2 separate regions of the Macaca mulatta genome follow, and region 2 is linked to region 1. Evidence: chromatin contacts called from public Hi-C data. All regions are on one chromosome and are shown on one strand. The core of a region is the stretch at or near the end of the contact, and the rest is flanking DNA. Distances in the headings are between cores, read along the strand shown. Region 1 holds the start of RBM4B (RNA binding motif protein 4B). Region 2 holds the start of LOC713490 (RNA-binding protein 4).

Region 1 (3,628 bases), core at 322-2,821:
AGCTACTGGGGAGGCTGAAGCAGGAAAATGGCTTGAACGCGGGAGGTGGAGGTTGCAGTAAGCCGAGATCGCACCACTGCTCTCCAGCCTGGGTGACACAGCGATACTCTGTCTTTAAAAAATTGAAAAATAAAAATAAAATAAAATCGGAAGGACAGTGCCTCTTCTGAAATGGCTGAGAAACAAAAGGAACTCAGGGATAGAATATATCCAAGTAGCTGGGGTGGAAGAAGGCAGCCTGGGGAATGTGTGCCTGATGGTATCAGAGAAGCCATTATGGAGCCACTACAATGAGGAATGGTGGCTGACAATCTCCCTGGCAGGCTCCACGAGATAAACCCAATCCATCAATCTCCATAAAAGGCTACTCTTTGTTGGAAGGTGACAGTTGGGGAATCCACCTAAACTTTTTTTTTTCCAGACCGAGTCTTGCTCTGTCACCCAGGCTGGAGTGCAGTGACACCATCTCGGCTCACTGCAACCTCCGCCTCCCGGGTTCCAACGATTCTCCTGCCTCAGGCTCCCGAGTAGCTGGGATTACAGGCGCCCGCCGCCATGCCCGGCTATTTTTTGTATTTTTAGTAGAGACGGGATTTCACCATGTTGGCCAAGCTGGTGTCGAACTACTGAACTCGTGATCGGCCCGCCTCAACCTCCCAAAGTGCTGGGATTATAGGCGTGAGCCGCCGCGCCCGGCCCGCCTAAGCTTGTTTTTACCGCTAGGAGGTGCCCTTGGACCACAGCTGAATTCTCAATGCTAGACAGTTGGGAAACTCACAGTAGCCTAGACTTCCAGCGTGGTGTGGACGAGGAGACCCTGTCCCACCCTTAACTAGAGACCTTGCTGGGCCTCTCCACCAAGTATTCCTCTCGTGTGTTCACCACAGACCAGGACTGTGATGGACACACAATGAGAGAGAACCAGACCACGGATACTCACGAGCAAACAAAACATGACTAAGCGTAGCCTGGGTAGCAATGCCTCTTAGGCCTGTCCTAGTTTTGCCAGGTTATCCTTCTGCCCCTTCGTTCTCAGTTTCCGTACCAATAAATAACACGTCTGTAATGAAACACTAAAATAATGTTTAAAGCGCTACAAAACAATGACTAGTTTTGCTTAAAATGTGGCGCGCCTGTATTTCTGAAATGTTGCCCCAAGCTGCCACAGAGGCCGGCCAGCCCGCTACGAAAGCCCCTTTTTAGGGCCCTCGGGGAGATTCCCCTTTGTCATTAGCTCTCCGGCCTCCTCAGAGGGCCCAATAGCAGGACCCATTGTGATGGTGAGTGACTCCCCGGGGCCTCCGCTTTTCTAGGCAGTGGTTGCGTCCAGAGCCCCTCTGACGCAGGAGTGGCGATCCTTTCCAGGGTGATGACTGGCTGGCTGGGGCTGGGGGTGGGCTGACCTCCGCGGCGCTGTGCCGCCACCAAGAGGCCCCGCCCCCGTGTTGCGAGGTCATTTGTATGCAGCCTCGCGATTGGTCACTCGGCTCCCGCGAGGGGAAGGGGAGGGAAGCAGCGCGTACTCGCGCGTGCGTGAGCCGGTGCGTGAGCTGGCCCGCGAGAAAGGGCCCGGTCGCGTCGAGGCTCGAGCGCCCGTCGCCATTTTGTAGGGTTCTCCCTGACGCGGGAGCCGCCGCCGCCGCCGCCGCCACCCGGAGGTGCGAGGGGGTCTTGTGTGTGTGATGTGGGGAGCTCGGGGGCGGGGCGGGGCGGGCCGGGCCGGGCCGGGCCTCCTGCAGAAGGCATGGCGGGGATTTGGGTTTCTCATTTTGCTGCGGGAGGTCCGGGGAGACAACGGGAGGAGGCGGGACCGGGTCTCCGGAAGGAGGCGGGGCAGGGGTCGGGTCGAGTCTTTGTTGGAGCGAAGAAGCTGGAGGGTGGGCCGCTGGGGGGCGGGTGGTTGGTCCCGGTTAGAGGGAAAGGGGACTTTTTTCCTTTTAGTGTATCTTGAAAGGTGCTAGTGCGTGGAGGAGAGGTACACAGATTTCCCTCCAAAACCTTGTTACCAGGCGCACTGCGATAGATACCCCTTGCCTTTGCTTGGGCTTTTCTCTTTCCTCATTTTAAGACATTAAACAGCTAATTCTGGTATTTCATTGCGCTCCATTTCACAGAGGTGATAGACTGTGCTATGCATGCTGACCCTCGACCTCCTGTTTCCATGTCACACATAGTTCGCACTTCTCAAGAACAAACCGCCCTTCTACTGAGGAAGAATAATGAATGTCTATGCGAGGGTCTCTGAAGGTGCAAGAACTTTGGAGGATTAGATGAAAATGCTGCAGTGCACCGAAATTTCCCACCACACCCCTGACTTTTGAAATCTTGTTTTTCTCTCCCAGGCTCTTGTCAGGATGGTGAAGCTGTTCATCGGAAACCTGCCCCGGGAGGCCACAGAGCAGGAGATTCGCTCTCTTTTCGAACAGTATGGGAAGGTGCTGGAATGTGACATCATTAAGAACTATGGCTTTGTGCACATAGAAGACAAGACGGCAGCTGAGGATGCCATACGCAACCTGCACCATTACAAGCTTCATGGGGTGAACATCAACGTGGAAGCCAGCAAGAATAAGAGCAAAGCTTCAACCAAGTTACACGTGGGTAACATCAGCCCCACTTGTACCAACCAAGAGCTTCGAGCCAAGTTTGAGGAGTATGGTCCGGTCATCGAATGTGACATCGTGAAAGATTATGCCTTCGTACACATGGAGCGGGCAGAGGATGCAGTGGAGGCCATCAGGGGCCTTGACAACACAGAGTTTCAAGGTGAACTGCTCTGGGCCTGGGTAGTAGAGCCGAGTGGGGTCTAGCTCAAGACAGGCAAGAACACAAGACTATAGAACTGGCAGGGTGGTCTCTTTCATTCTGTTTTAGCTGGAAATAATAGATTATGTTTTCCGCTCTTAAGCATAGTTTACCTCTGGGGAAGCAAACACTTCCCCTTTTCAGGTTTGCTAAGATGTTGCTCACCGACTGCATAGAATCGCAGACTGTGGGTTACTTTATCCTGCGAGATTCTTGCATTCATTCGAGTGCTGTTGGAGGTGTAATCTGCTTGGGGAAACGAGTACCTCATGAGAGAAGGGAGGATAAAGGTCTGTGGCTTACCTGTGTCTTTAGTTATGATCGGGAAGCCTTATATTTGAGGGTTTAAGTGCTTAAGATTTATATTCTTTACTGCTTTGGGTGATGGATACTGGTGGGAAAGAAGAAAAAAGACATCTAGAGGAAGCCCTATATTCTAAATCTGGGTGGCAAGTCGATCTGCGGGAGTATCTTTTGGTTGCTCAGATTTGTGCAATCTATTCAAGCAGAGTCAAAAAACATGCCATGGAGTGTTCTGCTCCACCTACTATTATTTAACCCTAAGAAAAAGAAATTTCTAAACATATCAGACTAAATGAGAATGATGGTCCCGCTTCTGAAGAAATTCCAGTAAAAGCATCATACTATTTATACTGATGATAAAGGTACTTATGTTGTCACTAATACCACAAGAGGTTGTCAGAAGACTCTAGAACTGTGCTAATATGGTAACTACATGTGGTTTAGTAAATTGAAATTAACTAAGATTAGATAAAATTTAAAATTCAATTTTTCAGGTGTATACCAGACACGTTTCACGCAC
Region 2 (3,997 bases), core at 1,279-3,778, 43 kb after region 1:
GGAGTCACAGGAATACTCCATAATTTGGATAAAGCTTTTTATTTTTTAAATTTTTGTTCAGTCCTGCTTAATTAAGCTAAAAAAGGACACCGCTCTTTTTGATACTGGGAAACCAAAGGAGGTGAGAGAAGAGTTCAGATAGCAACTCACCATGATTACCACCCCTGAACTGCCACTGTTGCTTCAGACCTCAGATTTTGGAATATTTGCGTGATACGTACCAGTTGAGCATCCCAAATCTGAAAATTCAAAATCCAAAATGCTCTAACAAGCATTTCCTTTGAGCAACATGTAGGTATTCAAAATGTTGGGGATTTGAGATGCTTCCAAATGAAGTGACAATCCACATCATCACCCATGCTGCCCTCCAGGCACAAAAAATTCATTTGGTTAAGACTCCTAAGATAACACAAATCTAAGTGCTCTATTCACCAAAATTTTATAAAGTCCAGCCCCCCAAACCAATGAAAAGACAGTCATTACTGCCCCTAAAACCCCAGTGCCTCCTCCCCAAGTAGTCCTAAAATCAGCCTTCTAATTCTAGAGTGGCCTTATACTCAAAACACAACCCCTTGGTACAGATATAATAATAATAAAAAAAACAAGAGCTGTAACTCTTTTAAGAGTTTGTGTAAGGCAGGACAACTTAACAAGGATTCTGCTCCTATAAAAGTGTTGCTTGACATGTTTTTGCGAGGTTCTTCATGTAAAATGCATAATTCTGATCCTATGCTGAGAGCAATAAATTCAGAGTGAGGAACTCTGAACTGTGCTCTACTACCAAAAAAAGCAAAAACAAAAAACAAAAAAACCCAGTAACTCAGAAAGCCTTCAGAGAAAAGGATTTCTGTACTGATGAGCACAAAAGCCTTAGGGGCTCCAAATAAAAGCTGAGTGGTTTTTCTCCAGGAGACAGCTGCCTAAGGTAAAGCCTCTAAGTCCCATGTATTCTACATCTTAAGAAGTCCATCACCCATACTTAATTCTTCACCACCAGCCAGCCAACAGCTGTTATCTTTACCAAACCTCTCCTTTTACGCATCCAACCACTTTCTGCACATAGCCTTGTGTTCAGCCCTCTACCCAAAGAGGGTGGTTCACCTTGAAACTCTGTGTTATCAAGGCCCCTGATGGCCTCCACTGCATCCTCTGCCCGCTCCATGTGTACGAAGGCATAATCTTTCACGATGTCACATTCGATGACCGGACCATACTCCTCAAACTTGGCTCGAAGCTCCTTATTGGTGCAAGTGGGACTGATGTTGCCCACATGCAACTTTGTTGAGGTTTTGCTCTTATTCTTGCTGGCTTCCACGTTGATGTTCACCCCATGAAGCTTGTAATGGTGCAGGTTGCGTATGGCATCTTCAGCTGCAGTTTTATCTTCTATGTGCACAAAGCCGTAATTCTTAATGATGTCACATTCCAGCACCTTCCCATACTGCTCGAAGAGTGAGCGAATCTCCTGCTCTGTAGCCTCCCGGGGCAGGTTTCCGATGAACAGCTTCACCATCCTGACAAGAGCCTGGGAGAGAAAAACAAGATTTCTGACAAAAGACCTTAGGCCCACATCAGTTCATAAAAAACAACGACTTTCACTCTGATGTATATTTCCAGTTTTCTCTCACCCGCCTGCACACACACCTCCACACGATACAATCAAAGGGAAGTGGGAGTGAACTAAGGCCTGCTATAGTAGCCGCCATGAACCTGTAAGAATGAGAAGACGTCTGCAATAGGGAGGTCCTTAGTAGACAAAGGATTTAGTAAGAACTGATACCTTCCAACAGAAATGTGCATGAAAAACAGCATACGGAGAGATGGGGGTACTGGGCTTTTCTATCCATTAGGAAAGCAACAGAAAACCAAAGTCTACTAGGCTTGCTGCCTGCCTGAAATTATCAACAGGCTTTTCCTCAAGTAGTAACCAAAGCAGCCATCATTTCCGGGGAAATAGGCCTTGCAATAGCTACATTTGAGTTTCCTTTGGAAGTAGTGAACGCGCGACTCGGATCAGACAGCGAGGAGTGGAGGATAAAGAAAGTACTGGACTGGGGAACGCCTCTCTCAGGGCACCGTCCGAGCTCCTGCGGAACACTGAAATGCGTGGCCGTGGAGGAGAGCTTCAGATTCATTAACCAGACGATGTCTCACAGCCCGAGAAATTCTCGAAACAGGGACGTAATTGCCAGGTATAAGGGAAAAGGGGTTTTCCCAGTGGAAATCTCGAGGCTTCCAAGAGAAGCCACGTCGGGCGCGGGGCAGGGTGGGGGAAAAAAAAAGCAAGATATTCTCAGGGGGCGGTGGGGGGAAGGGCTGCTCCCGGCTTACCGCGCAATGCCGAGGACCGAGATCGGCTCTCAGTGACGGGTGTGGAGGCTGCGACCCCACCAGTACACCCCGAGGCCCAAGGGAGTGAGAGAAGATTTAACAGAGTACAAGAAAGGCAATGGAAGGGCTCGCAGTCTCACCCGCACGGAAACCAGCAGGGCCTCCTCCTCGCGGCACGGACGCTTCTGACAAAACGCTAAAATGGCGGCGGCCGCAGCAGTGGCTCTGGGTAGAGGGGGGAGGTGAGCCTACAACCGGATTGGCCACTCAATAAAGTAAAAGGCCGGCGGTCCCGCAGATCCTCTTCCTGATTGGTTACCACGGACGCCTATTACCTGAGAGGCCGGCAAGAGGTGGAAACGTCTGTAACCTCGGAGCTTTTATACCAAAGCCAATGAGCACCAACTTCGCGAAGCCGAACTCATTGATTGGGCAAGAGATCAGCGTGAGGGCGGACCTACAAACGTGGGCTTCGCCGGCGGGGTGCGGCCCGCCATTAGGCGGAGCGAGCTAGAGCCCCGGGGTAGCAGTCTTTAGCTTCATGGCGCCAACTTCGTTAAGCTTCCACGTTTCGCCACCTCCACGTGCACAGCCAGACACTATTCCGCGCTCCATTCTGCCGTTCACTCTAGTTGTCTCCCTCTAACCTCCCAAGCACCACCCCCCTTGCGGCCAGGACGCTGTGGAAATAGCTTATGCAGGCACATGCCAGGTAAGAAAAACACCCCCCTCCCGCCCACCACCACCACCACCTCAGGAAACCAACCTTCTCCTTGGGCCAGTAGTCCACACTGTAGCCTTGAGAGTCCCGGAGCTCCCCCAAAATCAAACCTCTCACAGGTGGTGAAAGGACCTCTGTAATGGCCCAGAAGTAGGCCCGGCAGAAGGCTGCACTGTCCAGGAGACGCTGAGGACAAGTTCCCTCTGGGAACCAGCCTCCCAGGGTCCGCGATGAAGAGTCCTTTCTGTGACCATGGAGATTGAAAGTATACCCCGACCCCACCCTGAGAAAAAACTGGAGCAGCAAAGGTTTTTTTGTTTTATTTTATTGGGCGCCATCAGCCAGGGCTGTTTTAATCCCTTAGAACCGACTTTAGAGGGAAGAGCTTAGTCACAACCAGCTGTAAAGAAAATACAAAGTAACATTCTCCAGAGGGTCCAGCTGCTGCCTTGTTTTCTCTCATCCTTAGGCTGCTTCCCATAATCCCATATTCATTAAGCAAGTAACTTTAGTCAAAACCCTCTGCAAAGCAGCTTTTGAAAAGGGTTAAAAGGTGGAATGCAGGGACTGGATGGAAGAACTTAAAACACGAACAAAACAAGCTAAAAGCAGTGCAGTTTATGAGGAAAGTGATCATCAGGAATGAAGATGACACAAGTACCACACACCACCATCCAAAGCAGCTTCTTGACCACCACCCATGCCCCAAAGAGAAAGGTTTCATGAAGAGAAATGTGAAGTCAGAGTTTGGGGGGAAAAAAAGAGTGGGTTTTAAAACCCAACACGAGGGCCACGTGCGGTGGCTCACGCCTGTAATCCCAGCACTTTGGGAGGCCGAGGCAGGCGGATCCCCTGAGGTCAGGAGTTCAAGACAAGCCTAGCCAACATGGTGAAACCCGTCTCTACTACAAATACAAAAATTAGCCGAATGTGGTGGCAGGTGCC

The links. A called contact is a pair of places that touch in the nucleus more often than the background predicts.
Region 2: a Hi-C map of blood shows a contact between it and region 1, with 2.2 times the contacts expected there. The contact joins the promoter of LOC713490 here to the promoter of RBM4B in region 1. A contact is called at or near these places in 2 of 14 Hi-C or Micro-C datasets (blood and cortical neurons).

Annotation. Positions count from the first base shown.
Region 1 is chr14:7,736,497-7,740,124 of T2T-MMU8v2.0, forward strand. RBM4B (RNA binding motif protein 4B) reads left to right here and starts at 1,572. Exons shown (of 5, transcript XR_003722460.2): 1 at 1,572-1,658; 2 at 2,343-2,766. It also overlaps a transcript of MRPL11 not described here.
Region 2 is chr14:7,778,344-7,782,340 of T2T-MMU8v2.0, forward strand. LOC713490 (RNA-binding protein 4) reads right to left here and starts at 2,529. Exons shown (of 4, transcript XR_013403533.1): 1 at 2,332-2,529; 2 at 1,102-1,525. All of the region lies in intron 1 of LOC144334109 (a long non-coding RNA gene), which reads right to left. It also overlaps a transcript of MRPL11 not described here.